2 separate regions of the Mus musculus genome follow, and region 2 is linked to region 1. The links are chromatin contacts, called in public HiChIP or PLAC-seq maps. All regions are on one chromosome and are shown on one strand. The core of a region is the stretch at or near the end of the contact, and the rest is flanking DNA. Distances in the headings are between cores, read along the strand shown.

Region 1 (7,127 bases), core at 1,343-3,842:
GGGAACATTTCGTTATTTTCCCTGTGTGAGGCCCTCTCACTTGTACCCTGTGTTCTAAGCTAATGGCTCTTGACTCTCCCAGCATTAGAAGTGCCAGGCAGATTCAGGAAAATATCCATGCCAGAGTTCCCCAGCAGATGTCCTACCATTAAAGGTCTGGAAGAGTCTTCTGAGAAGTAATGAAGAAACACGGCAGGACAGTGGCAGTGGGGCTGGAGGATTAGAGCCTCAGAAGGCCACCTGCACTTAAGGAAGTTTCTCTCTCCTGGGAACTCCAGCTCACACTGCAAGTGTGGCTGAAGATATATATATATATATGTGTGTGTGTGTGTGTGTGTGTGTGTGTGTGTGTGTGTGTGTGTATGTATACACACACACATATATACATGCATACACACATACATACATATATAATATATAATTAATACTATATTTCATTAATATATTATATAATATATAAAATATATGAATATCATATATCATGTATAATGAAGATATAATTATATATGATTGTATATACACACATACACACACACACATGGGATAGAATATGCGGCTTGTCCATGTGATACAAAAGCTCCATCACAGCTACAGCCCAAATCCTAAAGATTTTAAACTTAATAGCTACATGTAACTAGTATCATCTTATTAGGAAATGAAAATTTAAGAAATAAAACCAATTGTCTCTAGTTACTGGGGAAGGAATAGAAGAGTTTAACACAACCTTAAAAGTTGTATGTGATCTTGGAAGTTTTTCAGTCATGGGGCAGGTAGTAATGATCTCTGTCAGAATAGAGTGACTCTTCCATTAGGGCCTCAGAGATGATTAGTGTGTGGTATAGTGCCTGATCTTTTCTAGGTGTTCTGCCCATTAGGATTGTTTTGGTAAATCCTGGGGCCTCATAGCTCCTGTGCTGTTTGTTTAGCAAAAACAGAGTCTAAAGGTGTTGCTGAAAATAGCATTTTCTTCCTATTGAACAGTTTCTTTCTCTCTTTTAAAATCAGGTATCAAATTGTAGTGGAGATAATCCAAGCAACTACAATCAGCAGCTTTCCCCAGCTGAAGAGACACAAGGGTAAGAAGCGGTTTGTTTTCTCCCAGTGCGTGTGTGAAAGGCCCTCAGTCTGCCCGAGTCGGCTCCTGTCGAGTGTGGAACATTGGGCTGACTTATATCTAAAAACTTTAAATCTATTAAAACAATGCTCTGATACATTGGTTCTCAACCTTCCTAATGCTGCACCCCTTAAGTACAGTTCCTCATGTTGTGGTGACCCTCAAACATAAAATTATTTTTGGTACTGCTTCATATGTAATTTTGCTACTGTTAATGAATATAAATATCTGATATGCTGGATGCCTGATATGCAACCCTTGTAAAAGGGTCATTCAACCCTCAAAGGGATTGAGACCCACAGGTCTAGTATCATTAAAGAAAGTAAAATTAATCTTATCCTGACAAATATGTGTACTTTCTTTCTATGTGTGTGTTCATGTGTGTGTGTGTGTGTGTGTATGTGCATATTCCTGTTGAGGTTAGAGGACACATTTGAGCATCAGTAGGTGCTTTCTGCATTTCAAGGCATGGTAAAGGTAGATAGGGCTTTTACCTGTCCTGGAACTTACCAAGTATGCTGACTGGTTGGCCAGCATGGCCCCAGGACCCACCTGCCTTTGCTCTGATAGTGATGGGATTGCAAGTCCACACCACCACCCCATTGTGTGTCCAGTGATCCCAGTAGGTTAGTGTTTTCTTGGTTCATGTGGTCTTGTTTATCAGGTAAGTGGATTGGTAAGATTTTTCTCTTTTTATACTGTGTTTTAGGTTTTTGAAGAGCAGATATGTGTGCTCCATCATTTTGCCTGTATGTTTATCTTCAGATGAAGTAGGTTCTACCGGAGCTTAACCTGGGAAGGGATGGGTTAGGAGGATGGCTTTCAGCTCCTTATAGCTTGCCTGCTGCGCCCACATTTCCCCCAGTTGTGCAGTTGGAGGACATGTTCATACCTACAGCCCAGAATTTGCTCTACACAGGGAAACCTCATTTTCATCTGGAAGAGTGGACTTCTGAAAACCCCCCAGATCTGCTCAAATCCCTGCCAGGTAGCAGTGTGCTAAAAGAACAAGAAGCTTGGCTTGCATACTTGGACTTGTTCCCTCCAGTCACTCACAGAATGTAGGAGTGCTGTGTAAAGGAAGCAGGAAAGTGCAGATGAGGAAGTGCACAGGTTCCTGACCTCAGCCCCTAAGGAAGACCACACATCCATAGTGAAAGTTTTGCTGAGTACCCCTCGGTGATAACAGTTCAGAAGGGAAGCAAGTCTCTCACCTAGCTGGGAAGTCAAACGCTAAAAGCTGCAAATATCCGAAGAGCGGGTCCGTGCTTTGGAGAGCAGTGTGTCTGTGTGGAGGGTAAGTCGGGTGGTAGGGGATCTAGCTAGAGCAGAGGCTGGTTTTAACTTCAGCAGTAGCACGAAAGGCCTCAGGGTCAGCTGTGGGCATTGACCAGGGACTTGAGAGTGCCCTCTGAGCAGAGGACATGGAGCTCGGAGGTCTGTTTGAGGAAGCTGCTGTTGATGGAAAGAGACAGGCTGCAGGAAAACAGCCAGGCGTGAGCTTACAAAGGGCTTTGCTGTGCTGGAGAGACTCGGCCTTTACTCTGAAAGAGGAGGAAGTCTTGCCTTTAAAACCTGTGATGATGGAACTTGTAAGGAGATTGGTTGTGTTCCTTATTCTCGTTGTTCCGTCAGGGAAGGTGCTTCACTCCAGACAGTTTGACAGATGTTTTAAAGAATGTACTAGATGTGGTCTTTCTCATCACCCCTATCTTTTCTGTGAATTCCTTGTTGCTATAAGTTGAGTCAAGAAAGCTCCCTTCTCATTGGGTTATAGTTCCAAGTTATACTGTTGAGAGCAGCAGATGAAAGCTCTCCCCATTTGCTCCATGACATCCTAGTTGGAAATTAGCTTTCTGTCCAAAGTATATATCCATGTTTTATATGTTACCTACTTGCTAGTCACTTAGTAGCTGCCTTAGCTGCTTAGCTACTTACAATGACAATGCATTTGTTCATGTAACTTTAAAAAAAAGATTTATTTTTAACTCAGAAGACCAAAAGTCAGTACAGTGTAACATAAATCTTCAGATATAGTAAATTTGAGTTCTTTTGGGGGGAGCTTTTTTTAATTTTAATTTTATTATTTTACCTCACCCATTGAGGCCAGACAAGGCAGCCCAACTCTTACTTAAGAATGGATGTCAGGCACAAGAGTAACAATGGTGGCAGTTTTAGTACAATGTTTTGTTTTACTGTATCTAGTTCACTATTGTAGTTAGTCTTTCTTTGCCTAGCATTTAAATTAATTCCTATAATTGTTTGACAAAAGAAATATATATAAATAAGTTTTGGTATTGTGTGAGTCTTTAGAAATCCCCTGGGGTCTTAGAAGATACTCATCACAGATAAAGGCTATGGTAGGTGGCTGTCTTCTCCCTATGTTTTACATTGTCCTTCTTGTTCTCCTTTCTTGTCTAAATCCCCTGTTATTATAACCAATCATAGTGGATTAGAGCCCAACTTGATGCTGTGTGGTGCCTTAATTCAAAGGCAACAACAAACAGTAAATTTACCTTCAAAAATGAAAAACTTAGTGTAGCAAAAAGGAAATGAAAAGAAACAGTCCATGGACCTGCACACTTTAACCCCAGGCAGAGGCAGGGGATCTCCTGAGCCTGAGGCCAGCAGGGTCTATGTTGAGAGTTCTACACTAGTCAGGGATACATAGCCAGACCCTGCCTCAGAGAGGGAGGGGGAAGGGGAGGGGAGAGGGAGAAGAGGAGGGAAGGGGAGAATAAAAGAGGAAAAGACAACAAGAGAAAGAGGAAGAAGAAGAAGGAGGAGGAGAAGAGGAAGAGGAAGAAGAAGGAGGAGAAGAGGAAGAAGAAGAGGAGGAGGAGAAGGAGGAAGAGGAAGAAGGAGGAGGAGGAGGAAGAGGAGGGGCTGGAGAGATGGCTCAGTGGTTAAGAGCACTGGCTGCCCTTCCAGAGGTGCTGAGTTCAAATCCCAGCAACCACATGGTGGCTCACAACCATCTGCAGTGAGATCTGACACCCTCTTCTGGTATGTCTGAAGACAGCTACAGTGTACTTACATTATAATAAATAAATAAATAAATATATAAATAAATAAATAAATAAATATTTAAAAAAGAAGAAGAAGGAGAAGGAGAAGGAGGAGGAGAATTCAGAATGAAAGACAAAGGTTCACTGGTCCTAAGTCTGAGAAGAAGCTTATATCCCTAACATCCACAAACCACTTACAACATAGTCATCAAAACACAAATAACCCAACAGAAAAATATGTACAGTGTTTGAGTGGGTATCTCTACAGAGATGTACAAATGGCCAAGAGGCTTGTGAAAGTAGTATCATTATACAGGAGCGGAATGCTGCTCAACACTAGCATGAGATTATAGGCGTACCTCCTGCAGTGACTAAAGTGACATGAGACAGCCACAGACACATCAGTGAGGTCATAGAGTCCTCATGCAGTCCCTCTGCGTACAGAAAGTGAGGACAGTTGCCAGTTAGTAGAAGGTTTTTATGGTAGAATTACCCTGTGACCCATATTTTCTATTCCTAGCTGTACACTGGAGGAAAAGTGAGCTTATATCTTCACAAAATGTCTATATTAATATCCATAGTACCATTTTTTAAAACACATAAAAAACAGTTAACTTGTGTGGCCAGCAACAGTAGATAAAGTGTGATATATTCATATAACTGAATATTATTCAGCAGTGAATAGTAATGAACTTTGAAGGTATATTATAAAAGAAGCCAGATACAAAAGGCCCCACATTATATGATTCTGTTCACATGAGATGTGTACAACAAGCAGATCTGCGGACAGTAGAACAGTGAGTCTTAGTTCCAAGGGAGTGGCTTGAGATGCAGGAAAGTGAGGGCACATAGAAAACATTCCACATTATGCCAGCTGTACCTGAATTTATAGTTTAAATAACCATTCAGTTGTATATAATGAAAATAAATGGGGGAAATGTATCATGTATGAATTATGATTCAATAATACTGTGTTAGAAATAGAGTGGGTGTAGCCTGAAGCTTCGCAATAAAGCTGTCTTAAGCAGGGCTGGCCTATTCCATAGAGGATACTAAGGGAAGTCAGAAGTCCCAGTCCTTGTCCAGCGACTAAGCACTAAGCACGTAGGAGTGGCTAGCAGGGCCATGTCTCACGACAGCTCTTGGTTCAAGGGTTTCTCCTTTAAGTTTTGGTCTCTGTTCTGACTTCATCCACCTGCTTTGTCCAGCTTGGCTTTTAAGCAGAGGCTCTTCTTGAACCTGAAGGCTCTATGCTTCAGCTTCCTCAGAACTGGCTTGATTATATTGAGGTGAGAGTTCAGGAATTGATCTCCCAAGCCGAGGGAGCTTCATGGCGCACATGGGAGCTGGAGCAGGAGTCCATTGAACGCAGGCAGAGCCCTGAAGCCTTAAAGGCTAGGGAGACCCTTCCAGCCCTTAAGCAGGGACGAGTGCCTAGATGTAAGAGTGTATCAGCAGGGCCTCAGAGAAGAGGCCCGTGAATAGAAGTCATGCTTGGCTTATGAGTATGAAAATTACATTGTGTGTGACGAGAAAGACAGCATTCTAGCAAACTTAGACTAGTGAACAGTTTGGTTCTGGATTCTTTTACTCGGCAAGCTTTCTTGCCCCAGACTTTGTTCACTCAAGTAATGGGCACATACATGCTGTTTGGATATGCTTCTCCACTGCTCACCTTAAGCACTTGTTGGTCTTAGAACTGGAGGAGGTTGGCGAGCTCTGGCCAAGTTCCAGGAACTGTCTCCAGTAGTCATACTCTTTGCCTGTTGGGTAGTATCGGACATTGTTGACTGCTTGTGCAATTCTCTTCAGAGGTCATGGCAGTGTATAAATCTGTACAGGTCTTGTGATACCACTCAAACTATTTCAAACGCTCTGTTGTTTTCTCCTTGTCTGACATAAACATCCGTTCTGCTTCCTGCCTTAAGACCCCACTGCACTCCAGCCACTGGACTTCCTTGCCCAAGCTCAAATTGTCCTATCTAAAGTTATTCACACTCCTTCTTTTTCATCTGCTGCTGTCTTACTTTATCACTCTGCCATCAAAGCTGTTGTACTTAATATCTAATGTCTTCTCTGAGCCCAATGCGATTTCCTAGACTCTGGGTAGTTAGGAGAGCCCTTGAGAACTGTGATGCTTCAGATCAGCAGAGAATGCCTAGGGACCACTAGGAATGGGTCTTCTTTACTCAGCAGACCTGTCTGTTGTATGAGAGGTACAGCCATGATTGGTACAGCAATGGATAAAACTGACCCTGAACTAAAGGAGGTCATAGTCTACTGATGAATGTGCAATACTTACAACTTCCCCAATGTGTGGAATGGTCAACCTGGAGTAGAGGTTAAAAAATAATGTCCCTAAAGAGTAGCACTACATGGAGTCATAGAGGTTGAGCACTGTCAGTCCCGTTGGTCATATAAGGTAGTAATGGGTCGATGGCTGCACATGCACACGGTCAAAGGCAGTAGTGAGATAGCCTTAGTGTTTAGTCTGTGTTAGTGAACGCTGTGTGGTGCTTGGCGTGCAGTGGAGAGGCAAGGCTCAATAGGTAGACAAGCTTAATCCTATAGAGCCACAGTTTCAAATGACAGTCTATAGCCCACGTTCACCTGGAGGACTTTGTGATACTCAGGTATCCTCCTCCAGAATTCCTGGCCCTGCAGACCGGTTTGAGTCCCAGGAGGCAGCACGCTCCTGTGTCTCGCAGTTGCTGCCACTGCTGCTGCTACTTATAAGGACCCTATACCCTGAGAAGCATCGCTGTATTTAGAACAGAGGAATCTGCACATTCGGGTCTGCAGCTTAATGCCCAGCCTTAGCTTTCTATTTATGTTTAGCAATATCAGCCAAAGTACTGGAGAATTTTTTTTTTTAGACTCTGAGGTCCAAATGTCAGTGTTCTTTCTAGTAGAGATGGGACACTTGGAGAAATATGCCCAGCATTGTCAGCTGCTGTTAGTAATTTTCCCTCTGCTGTTCTGAATCCTGAAATGTTTATAATTGC
Region 2 (7,127 bases), core at 2,683-5,182, 74 kb before region 1:
TTTTAGGATAGACCTTTGACAACTATTTGTCCTGGTATGCACTGATTTCACTTTCAGTAATTTAAAATCTGTTTCTTTTTTAAAGATTAATGACTTTGGATAATTTTTCTTTTTTTCTTTTATTTAAAATAGATTCCTTTCTCCCATAATATATCCTGATTATGGTTTTCCTTCCCTCTACTCCTCCCAGGTCTTCCCCACCTTCCCTCCCATCTGGGTCCATTCCCTTTTGGTCTCCCAGTTGAAAAGAAGAGACTTCTAAGAGACAATAATAAAATACAACATAATCAAATATAATAAGACAAAAACTATCACATCAAAGTTGGGTAAGAGAAGGAAAAGAGCCCAACAGAAGGCACAAGAATCAAAGACCCATTCATTTGCTCATCAGGAATCCCATTAAAGTAGAAGCCATAATATATGTGCAGAGGACCTGGTGCAGACTCATGCAGGCCCTGTGCATGCCGCCTCAGTCTCTGTGAGTTCATATGAGCTCTGCTCATGTTGATTTAGAGGGCCTTGCTTTCTTGCAGTCCTCCATCCTGTCTGCTCTTACATTCTTTCTGGCTCCTCTTCTGAGGGAGTTCCCTGGGTTCTGAGAGGAGGGGTTTGATAGAGACATCCCATTTAGGCTGACTGTTCCAAAATCTCTCTGACTTTGCATAAGCTTTCAATATGAACATTTTTACTTACAAATATGGAACACCACTCACTATAATTTACATATGTTCTGAAATTGCATTGAGAGGTTCACCATCGTGTAAACATTGCCAATACATTCTTAGACAAAGACGAGTGATGTCCACCTGCTTTGTCTGGCATTTAAAAACGGCCATTTCTTCCTTATCTTCATTGGGAGTTCAGTCAGAAGCCACTCATTCCCACTTACATTTCTACAAGATGGTAAAGATTGCCTTAGGGCCTGTCAGAATGCACTAACAAAAATATATACGTGAGATTACTTTCATTTTTAATAGATTTTTAAAAAATTTATTATGACAGTACACTGTAGCTGTCTTCAGACACACCAGAAGAGGGCATCAGATCCCATTACAGATGGTTGTGAGCCACTATGCGAACTCAGAATCTCTGGAAGAGCAGTCAGTGCTCTTAACCGCTGAGCCATCTCTTAAGCGCCCAAGACATTATTTTTTAATTTTCTCTTTCAGCCCTTAAAGCTGATGGGACATGGGGGTTAGAGAGGTGGCTCAGCAGTCCAGAGCATTTGTTGCTTTTACAGATGACCCAGATTTGGTGCCCAGCACCTACACTGGGTGGCTTAAGTTCCCGGAGACTCGATGGCCTCCTCTGAACTCTGGCCTCGTGGCCACATACCAAGTGTACACACCTCCACTCAGGTCCACACACATACACATAAAATATATATAATAAACCTTCTCAAAGGAACTGTTAGGACCCTACAGTGACTACAGGAAAGGGATATTCCAACTCAGATTTAAGGGACTCCAGTTACAATGAGGCACTGATTTTGTGCCTCATTTTCTTCAATGCTTTCTGAGGTCAGTCACGCCCTTCTATCCCTTGGTGTTGCCTCACATCAGTGATCCTCCTGCCATACACACCAGAGCTGGCCTAGCAGTAAGAGAGTGTGTGCTCTGAGGCAGTTGTCAGACTGTGGGTGTGCACATCTCCAGCCCTGCATTACTCTTGGGAACCATACTTACTTCAGTTACAGAGTTGGCCTGCAGTAAACCTTAGGCCAGTTTCCCCTTGCTAATTACACTCACTCCGTTCATGCCAGGGCAACAAGTGTGCTTCTGTTCTCACAGAGCAACAACACTGGACATTCTAGAGCACGGCACACTGGTCTTAGACTCATGGGCTTATGAAACCCTGTTTTTGCTCCTTTGGAATGTGAAATGATAAAGCCATTGAGTTCTTCAGAAATGCTGTGGTACAGAAGTTAAGTGTTGAAACTGAAGGGAGTCTTATGTGGAGAGACACCAAATCCTAGTTCCAAGGTCTACTAGCTTTGCGATTGAGTCAAGTTCCTCTAGTGCCTCTATTTCTCCATCTGTCATCAGGCTCGACAGTATCTGTTGGGGTGGAGATGAAATGTCTAGAGCTTTTCTCTGTAATCACATTTGGTATGAGAAACTCATTATCTTCCTACGTTTTCTTAGCCCATATAAAAGAATGTGATGTTCTGTGAACACCAACTAATATTAAAAAGCGACAAGCTTGGGGTGGGAGAGATAGCTCCGTGGTGAAGAGCACTCAGTGGTCTTACAGCGGAGTCAGGTTCAGTTCCCAGCATCCACATGGTCACGCATAGCTGTTCCTACCTACAGTTCTGGGGACCCCATGTTCGTTTCTTGCTGAGAGCACCACATGCACACGGCACACAAACAAACACAGGCAAGCAAAGCGCTCGCATAAAATAAAATTTAAAAATCTTTTTAGAAATCCTTTTAGAAACATGAGAAACATACTTGTCTTTAAATAGTTATAAAAATAATTCACTTAAATACTACATTCTATTAGAATTAAATTTTAGGTATGCTTTTTAAATCTATGACTTCGTCTCCCACTTGAAATCCATATGCCATTGGGGAAATTTATTATGAAGACCTGGAATGAATACATGGGTGGATTGTTAATGTATACCTGTACCTTTTCTTGAATAATAACTTTTTTGTGTAATACTTTGTTTTAAGCAAGCAAGTAAGCAAGCACTTTATTCATGAGTATTGTGACTTTTTTCCTTTTTTTTGATGAAATGGCACAATACTTATTACAGATGGAACAACCCCTTTACAGAAAAAAACAAAACAAAACCAAAAACCCAGTGTAGCCACAATATATAACACTGCATTGTAACACCTATGTTACTTGTCTGCTACTCGGAGGGCACTACCCATCACCATATTAGCGAACACTGCAAACCTAGGCTGCACACCTTTGATTCCAGCACTCTGAAAGCAGAGGCAAGTAGATCTCTGGGGGGGTCCAGACTAGCCTGGTCCACATAGTGAGTTTCAGGATAGCCAGGTTTACACAGAGAGACCCTGTCACAAAACAAAATAGTACAAGTTAAAGAACCTGGACTTCTTCATCTCAGTGTCATGGGGGTGCTAGCTCCTTATCTGTCAAGCTTCTCTTATTTTCTTATTTCATTTTTTTTTTTTTTTTTGTCTTCTCTACTCTATCTCCTCTCCCAGTGTCTTCAGAAATCCTTCATTTCCATCATCCCTCTAAGACAGTCAACACCCTTTATGGGCTTTGGCAGCTCTGTTACAGTATTGAGCAGCATTTGGACATCTTTCATCTCAGCAAACATCGTCTGTAGACTACCGGCTGCAGTCAAGAGAGGAAAGGAAAATATGTTCTCTCAAAATTCTTTGAACCAGTTTCTTTTGCGTGGGTAACAGCTTTTGTACCGAGTAGTTGTTGGCAACAAAAACACAAAATCGGAGCCAAATCGATTGTGGCAGCTATGTACACTCTCTGGCACTGGGGAGTCTTTCCATAAGTAAGTGGGAACCACAGGCTTCGCTTGACTCCTCCAGGTTTGTCTTAGTCCCCTACCCTTGGGCAGTGGAGTGGGGTCCGTTGGAAGAAAGTAGTAAAAGAGAGGATCAGGGACAGTACGAGGTTAATCAGAGAGCTAGAGAACAAGGCTGGCGTCTGGTATGGGGCTGTAGGCAAGGCGAGGAGCGGAGAGACGAAAATAAGGGGGTACCTGAGCGGAGCTCAACGCAGGCTTCTGACACCTGCAGCAAAATTTTCCACGAACAGACGCGGTCCCCGGGGGGCGGGGGCGGGGCTCGGGAAGTAGCGGGGTCCACTGCGATTGGTCGCGCCCCTTTCCGGCCGCCCCCGCCCCGGGTGGGCGGGGCGACCCCGCCCCACTGTCACTCAGCCGCAGGTCCCGCCCCCGCCCCCGCGCGTCTCGAGCCCTTGGGGTTTCAGTCCCCCTCGCGGTCCCGCTACCTGGGCGCGCCCGGTCGGCGGGCAGCTGCGGGCCCGGCGCGGGGCGGCGGCACCGAGGCGGGAGGGGGGGCGCGGCGGTGTCTGTTGGAGCGGTTCCCGCTCAGGGCCGCCGGCGAGGGCATGAGCGCGGGCTGCCCTTGCCTCGCGAGCGGCGGCGGGAGCGGCGAGGCGGCGGGGCGCCGCGCACAGGCCACGGCCCGGGGCGGCGCCGGGGGGCTGCGGGCCGGGAGATGAGCCTGTCGCCAGCGGCCCAGGAAGCAGCATGCACCGCGATGCCACCGACAGCAGCGGCGCCCGCCGCGGCCCCACGTCCGCCGCAGACGCCTGCCGCGCTGCCCGGGGCTCCGCGGACCGGCCGCGGACGGCGGACGGCCCGGGCTGGGGCTGGCGGGGGCCCGCGGCCGTGGCCGCCCTGGCAGTGCTGGCGCTGTGCTGCCTGGTCCCAGGCTGGGGACCGGCGGCGGGCACGGGGCCGGGCGCCGTGCTGCTGCGCCTCAGCCTGTACCTGAGCTGCGCCGCGGCCGCCTTGCTGCTGGGGACACTGGTCTCGCTCGTCTGCTGGAGCCCGCGCGCCCAGCCGCCGGACTTCGTCTCTTCCTGGAGCCGGCTGGCGGCGACCGTCCGCTGTCCGCTGCGGGTGAGTACCGGTCTCGACTGCCTCGCGTGCCCGCGGCCTCGTGCGCGCGCAGACCCCGGGGGGCTCCGGCCGGGTGGCCCTCCGGCAGCCGAAGCCCGCGGAAGACTGGGCTGCGCGGGCTTGGTCACGCGCGCCGTTTTAGGCGCTGTAGTTAACTCATCCACCATCCTCTGCACAGAGAGATCCATCCAGGCGGGTCTCCGATGTTGAAGTGCAGTTGGTGAGTGCCGAGAAAAATCCGCTTACAGCACCCACGGGAGGCAGGCTTCGCATTCATCACTGATGCTCCTGTTTGGTTCTTCGATCTGTAGTGGTTGGGAGATAACTTTATGACGGCTTACAGAAGAGAAAACTTGGTTAGGTCACCCAGTCCGAGGGAGCTCACTCAATGGGCCCCGTGTACTTCATACCTGTAAGGTCCTGTCTTCCACCATGTTGGTTAAGTTGTCATGCAGCTCAGGTGGATGTCTATTTGAGGGGGTTGAGGGGGTGGCATGCTCACCAGGAACCACTGTCGTTTGTTAAGAGGAAAAGCTGTCCTCAGGCAGGTGTAGGACATCAGGGTTGTGGTTATGTTGCGGAACGTAGGAAAGAACTGGATTTTCAACGTGCTTTGCCCTCCTTCCTACCAACCCTGTTTGCCTTAAATCAAACTTTACCTCCAGTCTGTTTATAATAACCCTTTAAAAGGACCTTCATTTTACCGGACTTGGCTGATTGATATCTTCATAAAACTAAAATTGCCCGAGATCTTGGGAGCCAGAGCAATGGCAGTGGCTCAACTTCATAAAAACGTTTGTTAGAGTGACTGCTGTCCCCAGAGTTTCTATTTGCTTATGGCATGAACCGTTTATTACTTTCTGGAAGAGCTTCCTACTTTTCAAAATGACTTTCCAGAGCCTGTCACTTCAGAATGGCATCCTCACTCATTAGACTCAGGAAACACAGCGGCAGTCTCAAAAGAATAGCAATGCCTGTTCCGCTTAGAAACTTTGATTTGGCTAAACATTTGTGACTATCGTTTGCATTTTAGAGTTGGTGGGTAGATGTGTTCTTCCTTCTATTCTTTTCTCAGTTCTAATAAGTAAGGGTCCTAAAAGTTTACCAGTTAGGTTTTAGACCTATATAAGGCACACCACAGTTTAAATATTATACATACAAACATATACTAAGTTCAGTATAAATTTATTGAGCATCTTTTATAAACTAACTCTTACATGTTTTTGAAGTTTGGGTTGAATTAGCAAGCCACGTAAAAGTCCTAGTCAATGCAGATTATATTCCTGTGAGGAGCCAGACAAGAAATAAGATAATTTTGGATGGAGTTTATAAAACAAAAATGAAACTAAGAGCTGAGTAGTTGTGCATGAATGTAGGTGAAGGAAAGGAGTGCAAATGGTGGGCCAGGTTCACAGTTGTGATATTATCATTTACCTGTCAGGTCCCCAACCACCTCACTGCAGGGATTGCCTCTTGGTTTCCTTCAGGGCGTACACCATCACACCTGGTTTGTTTCTGAGTAAGGGGAAATTTAAATTGTCATCCAGGAAAATGATTTTGCAAATGATTTAGGGGAAAAAAAGTCCAGCAAGTGTAAACCTGATTTCAGGTTATAGAAGGGGTACATTTTAACCTGGGGAAAGGTATTACTGGCTATCCCATTTCAACTCAAATCCTGGTGACAGCTTTACCTAAGATCATCAGGAAGCTACTTTCTAAGTTGCAGATCAAAAATTGAAGGTCGGGCTGGCAAGATGGCTCAGCGGGTAAGAGCACTGACTGCTCTTCCAAAGGTCGTGAGTTCAAATCTCACAACCACATGGTGGCTCACAACCACCCGTAATGAGATCGGACGCCCTCTTCTGGTGCGTCTGAAGATAGCGACAGTGTACTTACATATAATAGTAAATAAATAAATCTTTGGGCCAGAGTGAGCAGGGACTGAGCAAGCGGGGCTGTCTGGAGGGAGCAGAAATCCTAAATGCAACCCCCAACAACCACATGAAGGCTCACAACCATCTGTACAGCTACAGTGTGCTCACATACATAAAATAAATAGATAAATCTTTTAAAAAAAATTGAAGGACATGTTAGTCGCAGAATATTCAGGTTTTCTTACAGGCGATGCTTACTCCAGCCCCACCGTTTGCTGTTATTTGCATTAACTCAGGTTTTTAAGTGAGTGTTATCTTTATGAATGGAAGGCTGGGAGGCAGAGACATGTGGTGTAGTGTAAGATATCTGGGAGTTCCGTGGGAGTAGACTAGAAACTGGACCACACAGGTCATCCACCATATGTGGAACAGGAGGCTGGCTAGCAGTCAGCCAAATGGAGACAGCCGAGCAGTGAATACTACAGAAATTCAGATTCAGAATTTAAAAATGCTCTGTACTTCTCTAGTGCCCTTCCAAGGCTTTACATACGGGCTGGATAAAAATCCTTTTCTATCCCTTCTCTCCCACCTTCTCTCCCTCTTTGGTTTCCTTCGGTGGAGGAAAAAAAAAAAAAACCAAACCTGCACACATTGCTAACGGT

The links. HiChIP or PLAC-seq counts read pairs in DNA pulled down with a chosen protein or histone mark.
Region 2: a contact with region 1 is called in an H3K27ac HiChIP or PLAC-seq map of microglia, with 5 times the contacts expected there. The contact joins the promoter of Snx25 here to the enhancer-like site in region 1. A contact is called at or near these places in 3 of 39 promoter capture datasets (the 3T3-L1 cell line and hippocampal neurons), 5 of 484 Hi-C or Micro-C datasets (embryonic fibroblasts, muscle stem cells, myocytes and 2 more), 5 of 115 datasets of contacts at active chromatin or transcription factors (the SCID.adh cell line, bone marrow-derived macrophages, hepatocytes and 1 more) and 2 of 9 other capture datasets (adipose tissue and liver).

What each region holds. Positions count from the first base shown.
Region 1 is chr8:46,074,171-46,081,297 of GRCm38.p6, reverse strand. It overlaps Snx25 (sorting nexin 25), which reads left to right. Exons shown (of 19, transcript NM_001372342.1): 6 at 1,006-1,076. Among named protein-coding and RNA genes, the nearest start is that of Lrp2bp, 67 kb to the right of the region's middle. Within about 2 kb of position 2,592, at least 7 of the 459 cell types and tissues checked have an H3K27ac peak or open chromatin away from gene starts, as enhancers often do. A contact at or near this core is called in bone marrow-derived macrophages and microglia, where this site is marked.
Region 2 is chr8:46,149,246-46,156,372 of GRCm38.p6, reverse strand. It overlaps Snx25 (sorting nexin 25), which reads left to right and starts at 3,932. Exons shown (of 19, transcript NM_001372342.1): 1 at 3,932-4,591. The coding sequence starts at 4,217.